Linked DNA regions of Mus musculus: regions 1 and 3 are each linked to region 2. A link is a contact called in public HiChIP or PLAC-seq data. All regions are on one chromosome and are shown on one strand. Each heading gives the region's core, a stretch centred on a gene start, on an enhancer-like site or on the middle of the called end of the contact. The rest is flanking DNA. Distances are from core to core; before and after follow the strand shown.

Evidence for each region. HiChIP or PLAC-seq counts read pairs in DNA pulled down with a chosen protein or histone mark.
Region 1: a contact with region 2 is called in an H3K27ac HiChIP or PLAC-seq map of CD8 T cells, with 10 times the contacts expected there. The contact joins the promoter of Sp110 here to the enhancer-like site in region 2. A contact is called at or near these places in 1 of 484 Hi-C or Micro-C datasets (bone marrow-derived macrophages), 4 of 115 datasets of contacts at active chromatin or transcription factors (the 230-238 cell line, CD8 T cells, effector CD8 T cells and 1 more) and 2 of 9 other capture datasets (adipose tissue and liver).
Region 3: an H3K4me3 HiChIP or PLAC-seq map of bone marrow-derived macrophages shows a contact between it and region 2, with 3 times the contacts expected there. The contact joins the promoter of Cab39 here to the enhancer-like site in region 2. A contact is called at or near these places in 2 of 39 promoter capture datasets (pre-B cells and stem cell-derived epiblast-like cells), 8 of 484 Hi-C or Micro-C datasets (CD4 T cells, CD8 T cells, Th1 cells and 4 more), 6 of 115 datasets of contacts at active chromatin or transcription factors (CD8 T cells, the SCID.adh cell line, bone marrow-derived macrophages and 3 more) and 2 of 9 other capture datasets (adipose tissue and liver).

What each region holds. Positions count from the first base shown.
Region 1 is chr1:85,596,109-85,600,948 of GRCm38.p6, reverse strand. It overlaps Sp110 (Sp110 nuclear body protein), which reads left to right and starts at 2,139. Exons shown (of 12, transcript NM_030194.1): 1 at 2,139-2,320; 2 at 4,840. Sp140 (Sp140 nuclear body protein) reads right to left here and starts at 246. Exons shown (of 17, transcript NM_001013817.2): 1 at 1-246.
Region 2 is chr1:85,696,595-85,700,954 of GRCm38.p6, reverse strand. Sp100 (nuclear antigen Sp100) reads right to left here. Exons shown (of 22, transcript NM_001372231.1): 14 at 3,845-3,949; 15 at 1,206-1,348. Among named protein-coding and RNA genes, the nearest start is that of A630001G21Rik, 38 kb to the left of the region's middle. Within about 2 kb of position 2,739, at least 58 of the 459 cell types and tissues checked have an H3K27ac peak or open chromatin away from gene starts, as enhancers often do. A contact at or near this core is called in the 230-238 cell line, CD8 T cells, the SCID.adh cell line and 9 more, where this site is marked.
Region 3 is chr1:85,791,079-85,795,635 of GRCm38.p6, reverse strand. It overlaps Cab39 (calcium binding protein 39), which reads right to left and starts at 2,195. Exons shown (of 9, transcript NM_133781.5): 1 at 1,815-2,195.

The sequences.
Region 1 (4,840 bases), core at 890-3,389, 99 kb after region 2:
AAACCTGGGACGCCTGCTGCCTTCTAAGGAAAGAAGGTGGAAGGGTCTGTTTCAGGGAAGGGCTCAGAGCTGTCTAAGGCCAGCTGGCTGTTAGGATAGGAAGGAAGTGGTCCCTTAACCCTAAGCGGGGGCGGTGCCTGGAAAGACCAGGAAGAGTTAGATTGTCTGCAGTCTCTCAGACTTGGAACTGTCCTGGCACCCTAGTAAGTCAGAACCAGAGAAGCTGGGACCTGATAATTGAGCAGCAGAGTAGGAAAAGTCGGGTGTGGCTTCATAAAGTTTTTGAAGCTTCTGAAGGTAGCTAGAGCAAGAGACCGCCCCCAACCCCGCCCACACACCTCCAACCAACCAAAGGCAAGTGCAGAGAATCCAGGCAGAGCCGCTTGCTAAGGTGTGACACTGACAGCGAGGCAACACAGGGCTTCAGCAATTTCACCATGGTCTTGAGAACAAGAGGCATCTCACAGAATTCGGAAGTGGATCACAGCCGAGGCTATAGCCAGTCGGGGACAGTATCATTTTTGAAGAATGGGTGCCTTACATTTACTCTGCACAACTGTTGCTCTTATCTGGAATGCTCATTCTCATTCTGTAAGTTAGAAAACCAGCCTGAAGTGGAAAGGTAAAGAAACAGGCGTAAAGATGCAAATAAAACAAAAGCAACCAACAGAAGCCTGGAAATAACAGGCAAAACAGAGGCAGAGACAAGGTGGCTAGGGACGAGGGCCTGTCCAGGGCTCCAGGCTCAGACCTCTGCTGAAGAGGTACAAATTACTGACCTGCAGGAACAGGTCCCAAGAGTACAGGGATGCAAACAAAGCCATACACCAAAAAAAAAGTACACTTTATGTCTTCATTTATATGGCATTTCTGCGCCGGTCAAACTTAGCTGTGTAACCGATGATCTGTGGTTCTCTGGGGCTGGAATCTGAGAGGGGGTTTTCTGCCAAGAACAAGGGGATTTTAGGAGGGCAGAGGACTTGGCCTGTGTGATCACTGTGGCATGATTATATTTGGTAAAGTTCACCAAAATCATCACTTTAGGTAAATGCATCTTTAAAACTGTGTTAAACGTATAAGTCTAATGAGCTCTCACGTGGTGTGAAATACCAGGTGAGGTTTTACCATCATTACTGTAGTCCTAGTATGTGTGACTCCAAATGAAATCTTTGCCCTTATTCATATCTGTCTGATGTAATAACTTTTCTTGCTTTAGAGGTTTCTCGAGGGTAGGGTAATTTTCTGACACATAAGCATGCTTGTGATTCTTGTGCAGACTCTCTCTCTCTCACACACACACACACACACACACACACACACACACACAAGCATTAATGCACACTCAGTCCCCATCCCTGAGACACTCTGGGCCAAGCCTCTACACACACACACACACACACACACACACACACACACACACACTCAGTCCCCATCCCTGGGACACTCTGGGCCAAGCCTACTGTTCTAACTGTACTTGGCTGCAAATTCTACCGTCGGTGTCTCCATAGGAAGTACAGAGAAGCTCTGTCCTGTGTGGGCTAGCCTTGGTTCAAATCTAAAGTCCCAGAGGCCTCGTGGGTATCCTGGGGGTGGGGAATTGGGGTGTCTTGTGGATCAAATACATTTGGGAAATATTAGACGGGGTTACATAGAACTCTTCTCAGTTGAACACTCAGAGACCCTAGCTCAGACTCTTTCGAGAGTCACTTGGTTGCCTTTTGTTTTATTTCAATTTTCTCACATAGTGATCCTGACAAATTCTAGACATTTCAAAGATGCCAGCTCTGGTTGTTGTTGTTGTTGTTGTTGTTGTTGTTGTTAATTTAATAACTTCTAGCAATTTTTTTCAGGATAACCTTCACCCCAATGCAGTTTGAGAATACTTCCTAAAGGTTACAATGAGACCACTGGGGGAATAGATCCCCAGGTTAGGAAGGGGACAGTGGACACACCCTTCCCATGTTCTCCAGTGTTAATCCTTTGCCTCCCTGCCTCTCACTCCACTCCAGGCAGATCTGGATTCCCAGCAAGTGCCCCTGAAACCCATAATGCTAACCACGCTGGGGAACCGCACAAGGCAGGGGTGGAGGAGTGGAGGGCGGAATTGGTGTGGCTGGCTGGCTTCCTGCTCAGTGTGCTGAGATCACTTTCATTTTTCTTTTCTTGAAGCCTGACTCCCCGCGGGACTTCCAAGGCAGCATAACTTCGGGTCCAGACTGGGCTGTCAGGCTTTTCCAGGAAGGATCCAGGAACCCCTTAACTAATCCAGGCAGTGACCTGGGAGAACTCGGGAGAACCCGTGGCAGCCCTCAGCATCCAGGTGCGTTCTGCTCTTGGGCTCTGCAACTAGATTCCTGATTCTTGGGGTCAGCTTTTGTCTGCTGTACCCTAGACTCCCCAGGTTCTCTCTTTGCTAAGTAATCTTGTCCAGAGACTCGAGCATGGCTCCGGATCCTGGCTCGGACCCTGGAGTGGAGGTGGATAAGAGGGAGGAAGGGGAGGGGAGGGGAGGGCAGTGAGGGCTTATACACACAACTCTTTTTCTGAAACAGACTTTGGGGACAGTGTCCAGTGCCTATTCCCGAGGTTGGACCTCGCAAGTGTCCACGGTGGGCGGTGCCGTTATCATCTTCCAACACTTGCCTAATTATGGAGCTATTGGGAAAGAGAAAGTAAGGGGCGCCCTTACTTCTCTCTAGCGGGGGTATGGATGGTTTTTGTATGTTTGCTTTTTTTGGTTTTAGTCCATGGTCATTTCACTGAAATACATTACTGTGCGTGAAAATTCAAGGGAAATGTAATTTTTACAGCTGGTGACCCTGATTCCAAATAAGTCACAGAACACTTGAAATGCTTTTCACTTCTACCCTATCAGGGACTGTGACTATTGTTTTGTCTCCTGGTCACTTTGATAGTACTATGCACTGTCAAGTCCTTCGACTTGTCTGCCTTTTCCCAGCTTAATTATGCATTCATTGTATATGATGCTCATTTTATTGATTGTTTGGGGCTTTGTCTTTCCTAATGGGTGTTTGTCTTTCCCTAATTTATTTGTAAGGCCCTTAACATAATAAAAACCTGCATGCAGGCAGCTGAGACACAGGATCTTTTTTCCCCTCTTCAAGACAGAATTTCTGTGTAGCCCTGAGTGTCCTGGAACTATATATATCAGGATGGCCTCCAACTGCCTTTGCCTCCAGTGCTGGCATTAAAGGCTTGCACCATTTCCTCAGGCTTGAGATACCATATCTTGCACAGTGAGAAACAAAATATCAGAGACAGACACACTCTACTGTAGATTGGTGTCCTTGGCACAGGTACTTAACCTCTGTAGATCTGACTTCCATCTTCGGAAACTGTGGCAGGCGGCAAATGGCAAAGTTGCCACAGCAGCGTAGGTCTGAGTGCTGCTGCCATCCTAAGCAGAACCCAGAGCACATGTTCTTGCTGCCTCCCCTCCCCTCCCCCACAAGTAGCCTCAACAGCTTTCCCTCCCACCTGTCCCCAGTCTGCCAGGATTCCCTCAGGACTGGATGATCTGTGACACATCTCCCTGCTCTACAGTCCTACTGTGAAGTCGGCTTCTTTTTGTTTTCTCCTCAACATTTTTTTTGCTAAGTTTAAGAGATTGGGAAAGAAGAAGAAAGGGACAGACAAGTCTACTCAATGTGATGCTGGGATTAAATTCCTGGAAATACTCTTTGGAAATACTCTTTAATATTTAATATTCTGTTTTAAAAAAGAGGAAAGGGGGACCTTTGCCTTCTTTGTGTTTAAGATTAGCAAACAAATAAACAGAACTGTGTTGCTAGCTGGGATGCAGCTCAGGGATAGGGCACTTGCCTAAGATGCACAGGTCCTGGACTCCATCCCCACTACTGCCAATCAACAACAAAAGCGCCCCCTCTGTGATCAAAAGGTTTACTAGGGCCTGCCTTCTTACAACAGTTTGCCACCTGGAAGTTTTCTGTTATAACTCACTGGTTATTTTCTCATGATCCAGAAGCAGTCGATTTTTAGAAACATTCCATAAGAAGACCCAGGTCCATCCTGAAGAATGAAATGGGGTCATAAAACCAAGCGTTGACTTTGACCAATCCTATTTTTCATATCCTTCCTGATTTTATTCATGTGTTGTCTGCTTGCGTCAAAGTGTTGTGAGTGATTTTTCAGTGTCTAAATATTACCAGCTTTCTAGCTCTACATGTTGGGTGGTCTCTTTTTCATGAGCATTGGTATGAGATAGTGCTCTGCTACACTGCAGGTGATCTGTTCTAAGCCAGCTCATATATATTCAACTCTCTCTATACATACACTCTGGCTGTGGCCAAGCACTTTCTCAACTGTAAACCAGCATCTAGAATGTCAAGATTCGATTAGTACTCAGCCCCCTCCAGATTGTATAATCTAGCATGAGGATCGCTTACCTCACCCCTGTCTGCATTAGAGCTCACCACAGTTAGGTAGTTGTGATGACAGTGACCACCTTGCAATGCTTTGTGAACTCCAGTAAGTTACTACCTATGAAATCCTTGGAACAAAAGCTGGACATAGGACATACTCAGTGAAGAAGAGATGTTTTAAAAACCCACTTTATGTTTTAAAATCCCTTTCAGGATGGTTATATGCTATTGTCTGTCCTTCTCAGCCTCTGTGGTTTCTGGGCACTGCCTTTATCTCCTCTACCAATGGATCTTTTAGCAAGACTTTGCTCTGTAGACAGCTAAGGGATGCTTGAAGACTAGGGTGTCTACCTTTGAGAATCCATTTTATGCAGAGAGCCACTCCCCATGCTCCTGAGAACTTTTGCCTGTCTTCTCAGCCTGCCTCTTTTTATAGG
Region 2 (4,360 bases), core at 1,490-3,989:
AAACCTTTAGACTTTTCCCCCACACGATCACCCCCAGCTTCCTGACACACTGAGGCTTCGTTTTCATGTTCTTCTTCCCCGTGCAGAAAGCCCCATTCTACACTTTGTCAGAACTATCTTCCTTTACCACCCAACTCTGTGAAAACTCTCCATCCCACCCCTTAGCTACAGCATCGCTTCCTGCTGGCACCTCTCCTCACAGTACTAACTGCAGCATGAAGGTGCAGCCTGGCTCTGGCCAGGGGCTCACACCTGTAACTACACGGCTTTAGATGCAGCTCAGTCAATACCCAATGAGCAATCCCTTTTCCTTTATTGTGAATGTGACACAGGGAAAGGCCACCTGAGATGTGTGACAGAGAGCACAGTGTACCCTGAGTTGAATGAAATAGGTTCAGCTATCAAAGGAAACTCCTGATTTCCCTCAGTTCAGAGCGTTGGTATGAAGGACTTACTTTTAAAAAAGCAATCTTTAAATTACCCTTTCTTTTATTTACTTTTCTTTTGGCATAGAGGGAGCTAAGGGTATTACTTGGTGACCTAGGCTGTCCTGAAACTCACTACAAGGTCTGGGCAATTCCTCTGCCTCAGTCTCCCAAGGGCTGGGATTACAGGTGTGAGCCACCACACCCAGCTATTCCTTTTCAAGACTAAGTGTGGGATGACTTACTGGAAGAAATCCTGCTGGGACATTCTGTAACTCAGGCATCCATGCGGTTGAATTATTTTCAGATATGTAATTTATTTTCTTTCATCACTGACACTCCGAGTTTAAAGACACACCTGCCCCTCCCCCTGTCAGATTTTAAATTATATCCATGCTACCAAATCTTATACAATCAGTTCATGGAAAAGGCCACACACAGTCTGTTCTCCTACCATCTGAAGGATGGGAGTCAATCCATTTAAGAGGATTAAGCTGTAATACAAGCCAGCCAAGGTCACAAACACCTCCATGGCATGCTGGCAACACCCACGCCATGGAACCTGGCTAACAAGAGTCATGATGGACACAGAGATTCTGCTAACATCTTCTACCAGTGAGTTATGCCTGTGAAATCTTTGGTTGAAGCTACCAGCTACACCGAGAGAGCCTTGAATCTGTTGCCGTTCCCCCAGAATATTGGAAGCTGCCTGTCACACAGCAGAAACTTTTCATCTACCATGGCTCCAGAAACCGCAGACGCTTTCTGCCCGCAGAATACCTGTATCAGTTCTCTCAGGGTCCATCCCTTGCAGCGGATGCTTTGCCGCCAGTTCTTGGCTTTTTCACAGTTTCCTTCGATTTCAAAGTCCATGGGAGTGAATAACCGCCCTGTCTTGCCCCGTATACTCCTCACATAGATGCCTGTAAGACAGGATAAACTGAGGAGCCAGCTCGGAAAACACCTGCTCTTGGCCTACGGTCAGGCTGGATCTGGGGCTCAGGCTCAGTCAGGAAGGTTTACATTTCCCTGTGAGTCACCAAGGGCCACACATCCACCTGACAGGCAAGGACAGAGACTAGTTGACATTGCCCTTTGACCTTTTCCTAAAAAGAATTCATTTATTTATTTTAGGAGTACTGGTGTTTTGCGGGGTGTTTTGTTGGTCTGTGGACAGCATGCATGTTTTCTGCCTACAGAAACCAGAAAAGGACATTGTCTCTCCTAGAACTGGGGTTGTGAGCCACCCTGTGGTTGCTGGGGATGGAACCTGGGTCTTCTGGAAGAGCAGCAGCTAGTGCTCTTAACCACAAAGCTGTCTCCCCAGCCCTTAACATCACCTTTTAAAGTATTCTACTGTAATATTAAAAGAAAAGAGAATAGCAAAGGAAGGTCTCTGAGACACAAACAGGATTTTTTCTCCTCCTTTTACTGTGCTCCAGGGTAGAGCCAACTTGCATTTTAGAAAGGTGAGTGAGGACACAAAGTTCCCTACTGGGCTCTTGTGAATCCACCCAGGAGGAAGCTATCACCACAGCCAGTCCTGTCTTTTGTCAACAACATCGCTCTTCCAGCTCATGATAGCTAGCTATAAAATATTCACATATTTTTGACACATGGCTATTGGATGTTAAAAGTGGTTTGGAAATATAATCCAGAGGGAATAGCTAGATTACACATAGACAGTAGAACTGTAGGGAAAATGCCTATTTGTTGATAACAAAAGAACCTATTGAGGCTAGGGAGATGGTTCAGTGGTTAAAATTGCCTGCTGCTTTTTCATGAGGCCCAGGTTCAGGTCTCAGAGTCTACAAGGTGGCATCTAAGCACTTGTTAACTCCAGTTCTGATGTCCCCGTTTGGTCTCCATGGGCTCCAGGCACAGGCACACATGCAGGCAAACACCCATGCTCATAAAACAAAAATAAATCTTAAAGAAAGAACTGTGTTGTAGGAGGAAGGTCAGTCACAATGGGTGATAGAGCAGTAGTTCTGTACCTTAACAATGATCATTTTCACTGTATTTTTTTTTATCTATAGTCCTTTATTTCTCATTGCAGTCCAGTGAGAGAAATTTTATTCTCATTTCATAAAAGAGGAAGTTCAGTGTTAGAGAGTCTGACAGAGATGACAGAGCAACTGACTTGGGGTTTAGCTATGAGTGTCACCCCATCAGGGTTCTCACATTGACAACCTGGTCCTTCACTTGGTATATGAGAATAAGATATTCTCGATCATAGAGGGAGCTGCCCTCAGGAGGGATGATGGTAACTCTCATGGGACCCCAATTGCTGGCTTCCTGTCTTATGATATGATCTCTTCCTCCTACACGTTCTCTTGTCATGAAGCCACCTACCAGCAGTCTCTTACCAAAAGCCACACAATAGGCTGCACGATCTTGACTTTTTAGCCCCTAAATCTGTAAGTTAAATAGAGTAGCCTTACTTGAATACTAAAATAGAGCCAGGAACAGTGGGCTAATATACTGGTAAACACAAAGTTTGAGTGTATCTTTCTTCCAATTCAAATATCTGCCCCACCCTTTTAACTTAGATTAAAGTTTGACAGATGTTGCAGGTAACAGACCCACAAAGGTTGATGATGAATCTCTCAGACATGTACATTTCCTGCCCAGCTGTGGAAGTTTTCACTCTGGTATGAGATACTAGATGGACATCTTATGGGCCCTTTTCTCAAGGGGAATGGGAGGTAGCCTGATAAGCTATGGTTTTATATTTAAACACGCAAAACTGCAACTTGGGGCAGAGCTCATGATAGAATGCTTCCCTAATATGCACAAAGCCCTGGGTCTAGCCTCTCTGGGGTGTGATGCAGATAGACACAGGATAAACACAGCAACCCCGAGACTCTTCTGAGTAACCACCATCCAACACAGTCAGCCCTTGACTGGCATCTGCAAATGTCATCTCGCTGTGCTGAAACTGTTACAAGGAGTACACTCGACACATACGACTCAGTTGGTTCCCTCCTGGGCATCTACAGAGAGAGGTGCCTTCATAATTCATGGCTGTTAGAAATTCTGGCACTAGACTCAGGTAGTCTCTACCAGGTGAGTAATGCCAAGATCTCTCTCTCTCTCTCTCTCTCTCTCTCTCTCTCTCTCTCTTTCTCTCGTCCTTGCTATCCTGGAACTCAATCTGAAATCCAGGCTGGTCTTGATCTCAGAGATCTGCTTGTCTCTGCCTCTCAAGTGTTGGGATTAAAGGAGCGTGCCACCACAGCCCGGCTCATGCCCTCTTCTTATTGTTAATTTGGCCTCACAACCTCTCACCTCATTAACAGGCATGACATTACCTATATCTCGAGTCCCATAAACTAGATCCGGGATGAGACACCCTCAACACAGGTGCCTGCCCCCTACACTGTGGCTTTGAAAGGCACCGAAGATCTGAAACTCACCTTGCTTAAATTTCTCCTTATCCAGGAAGCCCTGAGCGTTGCCACATACCACAGGAAGCTCAGCTCCTCCAAAATCCGCATTTTCTTCTCTGGGGATTCTCGGACCTGCAGGGACACATTTCACTTTATTCTAGAACCGTGCGGGACCTTCCCTCCACCCACTTTGGTATCTTACTTGTACAACTAAAAATGCATTAGGTTTTTACATGAATTAGTTACATTTTGTAATATAGTACATATTATCTCTTTTAGGCATGATTAGATGCTAATAAAGATAACAACACACTCTGCTCCCAACCTTTGGACTCCTACGCAGCAGCCAGAACTTTGGTGAGAAGAATTCCACTCCCAGACTTGTTGGCTACAGCAGTCACTGCTTGACGACTTTCTTCTAAATACTTTGGAGAGTTAATTCTCATTGTATTAGGGCTTTGGAGTTTTGTAGATGGGAAACATAATGCTCAGACTCTGTTTGACTGGCTTGTTGGATGCATTTATGGTAGAAAAGTGGGATGG
Region 3 (4,557 bases), core at 946-3,445, 95 kb before region 2:
CCAATGCAGGAGGATGACAGGTTGGAAGACCTGAGCTACACTGTTTCAAAAGATGGGGATGGGGTGGGGGAGAAAGGAGAGATGGACTACTGCTTCCATGTTTCAAAGAGTATGTCTTACTTTAAGAAACAAAAATTAGAATAAAAAGACAAAGTCTCTTACTGTGATCTAGCCGGCTGGCCTGGCCTGGCCTGGCCCTCCTCCGTCTCCAAAGTGCAGAGGCTAAAAGCGTTCACCACCACCACCACCAGCAGCAGCAGCAGCAGCAGCTAGATCTTACTTTGATAAAGAAAAATGTAAGACTGAAAAAAAGTATGATTTCCTTGTACATATAAGCACTTACAAAACCAATAGTAAGTTCTAAGGCAATTCTTACAAATCATATATTGTAAGCATTTAGTAGTTACTAATTACTTGCTAATTTTTTTAAACCTGTAAAATAGAGCTTAAAAACTTTCACTTCTGGCTCTCCAATATTTTCATAACTAAAAATTAACAAGAAATTTTTTACTTTTCCAGAAAAATGGTGTGTGTCCAACTGTCTGTCTAGACTGTTAACAGTTCAGTTCTTATTACTATTTTTTTTTTTATAAATCTACAGTTTAATGTTCAATTCCAACACAGGGATCCAGAAGTTCTGATGCAATTTTAGAGAACTCACCAACGCAAATGCCTTGTGTGTAGAGAAGGTTAATTTAGGCACCTCTTTTAATTACTTCAGATAAGCACGCATCTAGTGACACTTTCTACAAAAGGTATTTTCCTTGGCTTGGACATAGATTTACTTAAATATCCCGGAAGCTGTCAAAATCGACCTCAAACTGCATTATATTTAGGAAACAATGCTAAGTCCTGACTGTGGCCTTCTCTGCTCGCCTGTCTTTCTCAAGAGCGCCTTTAATATGCCCTAGCATACATTTCCGGCCTCATGAGTCACTGAAAAATGAGTTCTAAGTTTTCCGTGGAAGGTCGTTCAAACAGCTCCTCTACAGCATTCAAAGATCTGACTCCAAATGCCTCTTTAGTCTACCCCACCTATCACGGCACCCGGTGATGGAATTGGCAACATTCGCATGCTCTTTGTACCTTTGTCCTCCAGCTTTGTTGCCCCTCCACGCCCTTCTCCACTGCAACCCCCTTCTCCCGAATCCAATCGAGTCTTCTAGACCCGGTTTAGCACCGCCTCGCCCAGGAAGCCTCCCAGGTTCGTGGGAAGGCGGAAACGATCGACAGGTCCAGTCACCCCGGAGCACCTTTCTAGCAATTGGTAGTTCCTAAACGGAACTTATCTATCCCCCTCCTGCCTGGTATCTTAGCTATTTGTGTACTCGTCTTATCTCTCACATCACCGCGTTAAAGCTCCCCAGGGGAGGGCACCTCCCGGCCGGGTTCACCTCGGAGTCGCTCCGGCACCGGCACGCAGTCGGCGTTTTGGATTGCTCCAACCGAACCCGGGAACGCGCCGAACGCACAATTCCTAGCCAGAAATCAGTTAGGCATTTTCCTGAAAGGTCCCCTACAAAGATAGTGTCAGCGTCCCGCTAACAGTGAGGCTACGCGGAGCCCAGGGCTAGGTGCTCGGAGTCCCCGGAGCGGCGGGAGTGACAGCTGGCCGGGCCAGCTCTACCCCGGTTAGTTGTAGCCCCGGCCGGCAGGCCCCCGGAGCCTAGTACGGGCGAGGACAAGGGCGGCGCCCGGAGCTCCGGCTGCTCCGGGCCGCTCCCGCCGCCGCCACCCGGGAAAATGGAGGCGGGTCGGGCGGAAGCCGGCGGGCGTCCGCGTCGCGAGCAGGGCCGGGCCGGGGGATCACTCACCGGGCTGGGCCGGGCCAGGGAGCTCCCTCTCTGCTTCGTCTCCGTCCCCGTCCTCGGCCGCCGCCGCCTCGGGCTGCTCGCTCGGTCCCCGCGGCGCGGCTCGGACGCTCCGGCCCTCCGTTGTCCTCCGCCCGCAGCTGCTCCGGGCGACGGGCTCCCGCGGCGGCGGCGGCGGCTGCGCGGGCGGACGGTGGCCCAGGGGTTCCTGCTGTGGCCGCCGCGGTGCTGCGCTCGGTAGGGCTGCGGCTGTGGCCGTGAGGTCCCGCACTGCCTTCGCCTCTGAGGTTGTCTCAGCCTTCGCGCGGCTACTGAAGCCCCAGACTCTCTCAGGCCGCGCGGCTCCTGGCGCCCCGCGCCCAGCTCCGGCCTGAGCCCGGCTTTGACGTGCGCACTGCGCAGCCGCCGAAGGCGGGACGTCGGGCGGCGCCGCAACGCCCTCTGCGTACTCGGGCGCCCCCGGACGGCCGGGCGGACTCGGGACGCCTGAGTCGCCGGCAAGTTGAAGAGCTGGGGGCACTGAGAAAAAGCAGAAGGGGAGCTGGAGTCGTCGTCTATGCGCCCCTTACTTGCTAGTTCCTGGAGGAACACAGTCCACTTCCTCAAGTCTTAAAACTTTACATCTGCGGAGGGCTCAAAACTGTTCAAATGGGTTCTTTCATGCTTGGGCAGAACCTGTAACTTCACTTTGGCATCTCCTGACAGGGGAAAAAAAGTGATGAAATATTCCAAAGAAACAAGATCCAACAAGGGTACATATCCTACTTTTTCCAAAGTGGATTTTAGTGGTGCATGCCTGTAATCCCAACACTGGGAGGTGAACTCAAGAGAATTAGGAGTTCAAGGTCATCCTAGACTTCACAGGTTTAGGTCAGCCCGGGCTGTGTGAAAAACTCTGCCTATAGATAGATAGGGAAGCAAGTTCCATGAAGAAAGAAAGAAAGAAAGAGAGAGAGAGAGAGAGAGAGAGAGAGAGAGAGAGAGAGAGAGAGAGAGAGAGAGAGAGAGAGAGAGAGAGAGAGAGAGAGAGAGAGAGAGAGAGAGAAACAAGTGCCATGAACACACACCCAGAGGAATAAAATAATGCATTACAGAGATCTAATGACAGAGTCTGGAACTCAAAAATGCTACATGTGTGCTCCTTTGCTATATGCTTAACAATGGGACAGGATTTTGGACAGCTACAGTGTGCTAAGGAAGTGGTTTCCTGAAGGAAGCAAGGCGATGTGAGCCTCCTGTGAGAACTTCAATACTTGAGAGAAGCAAGCTATCCATAGGATTTGGAGCAGGAAAGGGCCAGGCTTTGGCGTTTTAAAAAGGTCGTGATCAGAGGCAGGCGAATTTCTGAGTTTGAGGCCAGCCTGGTCTACACAGTGAGTTCCAGGACAGCCAAGGCTACACAGAGAAACCCTGTCTCAAAAAAAAAAAGTCGTAATCACTGTTACTGCGATATGAAGATCAGAGTGAAGGGCCGGAGGAATTCCACAAATACAGTAGACGGGGGTTGCTGACACCCTATAGTAGGGCTCGGGGGTATAGCTCAGGCTATACTATAATTATGGTAGATTCTGGATTCAGTCGTGGGTAGTTTGTATGCACACAAAGAAAGCTGAGACAAAGATGAGGGAGATAGAGAAGATAACACGTATGAAGTATCCATAACAATAGAGAAGATCACTCAGACATGGGCTCAAGCCGATAGAAAGTCTCTATTACCAGCCAGTGACTACTCTGGGTGTTTGGGGTTCAAGTATAGTCCTGAGCCTTTCTCAGGTGAGTTTGTTTGTTTATTTATTTATTTATTTTACAACTCAATGGCTCTCCCCGCCCCCCTTTTTAAGTACACACACACACACAAAACCATATCCTGGCTTGTCACACCTCGGTTAGCAAGAACAGTCATCCAGTCTAGTTGCAGAACTACAAAAGCCAAAAAGCAAGATTAGTTCCTTTATGGACTTTCCCGGAACTATGGACTTTGATGGATTAGGTCTTTGTTCTCTCTTGTTTTTGGCAGGTATTGCTGCCTCTATCCTGGGTCTCAGGACCTGAATGGTACTTTCATCATGGCATCTGTTGTGCTAAGGTCTGGAAACCTGTTACACTATAATCCTAGTTCTAGCAAAGCAAAGACTGTAAATTTGAAGCCAACCTGATCTAAGTAGTGAGTTCCAGGTTTCTAGCGCCACATGGCAAGATCTTGTCTCAACACACCACCCCCTTTAATTTGTGTGATCTTGTTCGTATATGTATGTGTCTGTGTGCTCAAGCATGTGTCAGTCAGGTATAGTAGTAGTGCACACCTATAACCCTAGCCCTTGGGAGTGGTGGGGGGAAAATGAAGAATTCAAGGTCATTCTCGGTGATATGCAGTGACCAGACAGATATGTGGTGTCAAGAAACAAGCAAACAAAACCATTAGCATATTAACACTTAAAATCCATTCAACCAAGCATAGTTCATCTTGGACATGTTGAACACTTCTAGGGAAACTAGCCAGACTGGTGAAATTTCCCTTGCAAAGGGCCAAAGGCTGCACCTACCTTCTACCCACAGTTACAGAGAGAAGATGCCAGACAGCTTTTGATGGCCTCTTACAGAATCGGGCTATTTTCCATATTCTTCTATTGGGGACGGGAGGGCTCTGGAAAGCTGTTTCTACTAAACTATTTCTCGGGCCATGCCACTTTCTGGAAAGTTCTGCATCTTCATTTTGAAACATTCTCAGGGGGCCTTTGTTTTCCTG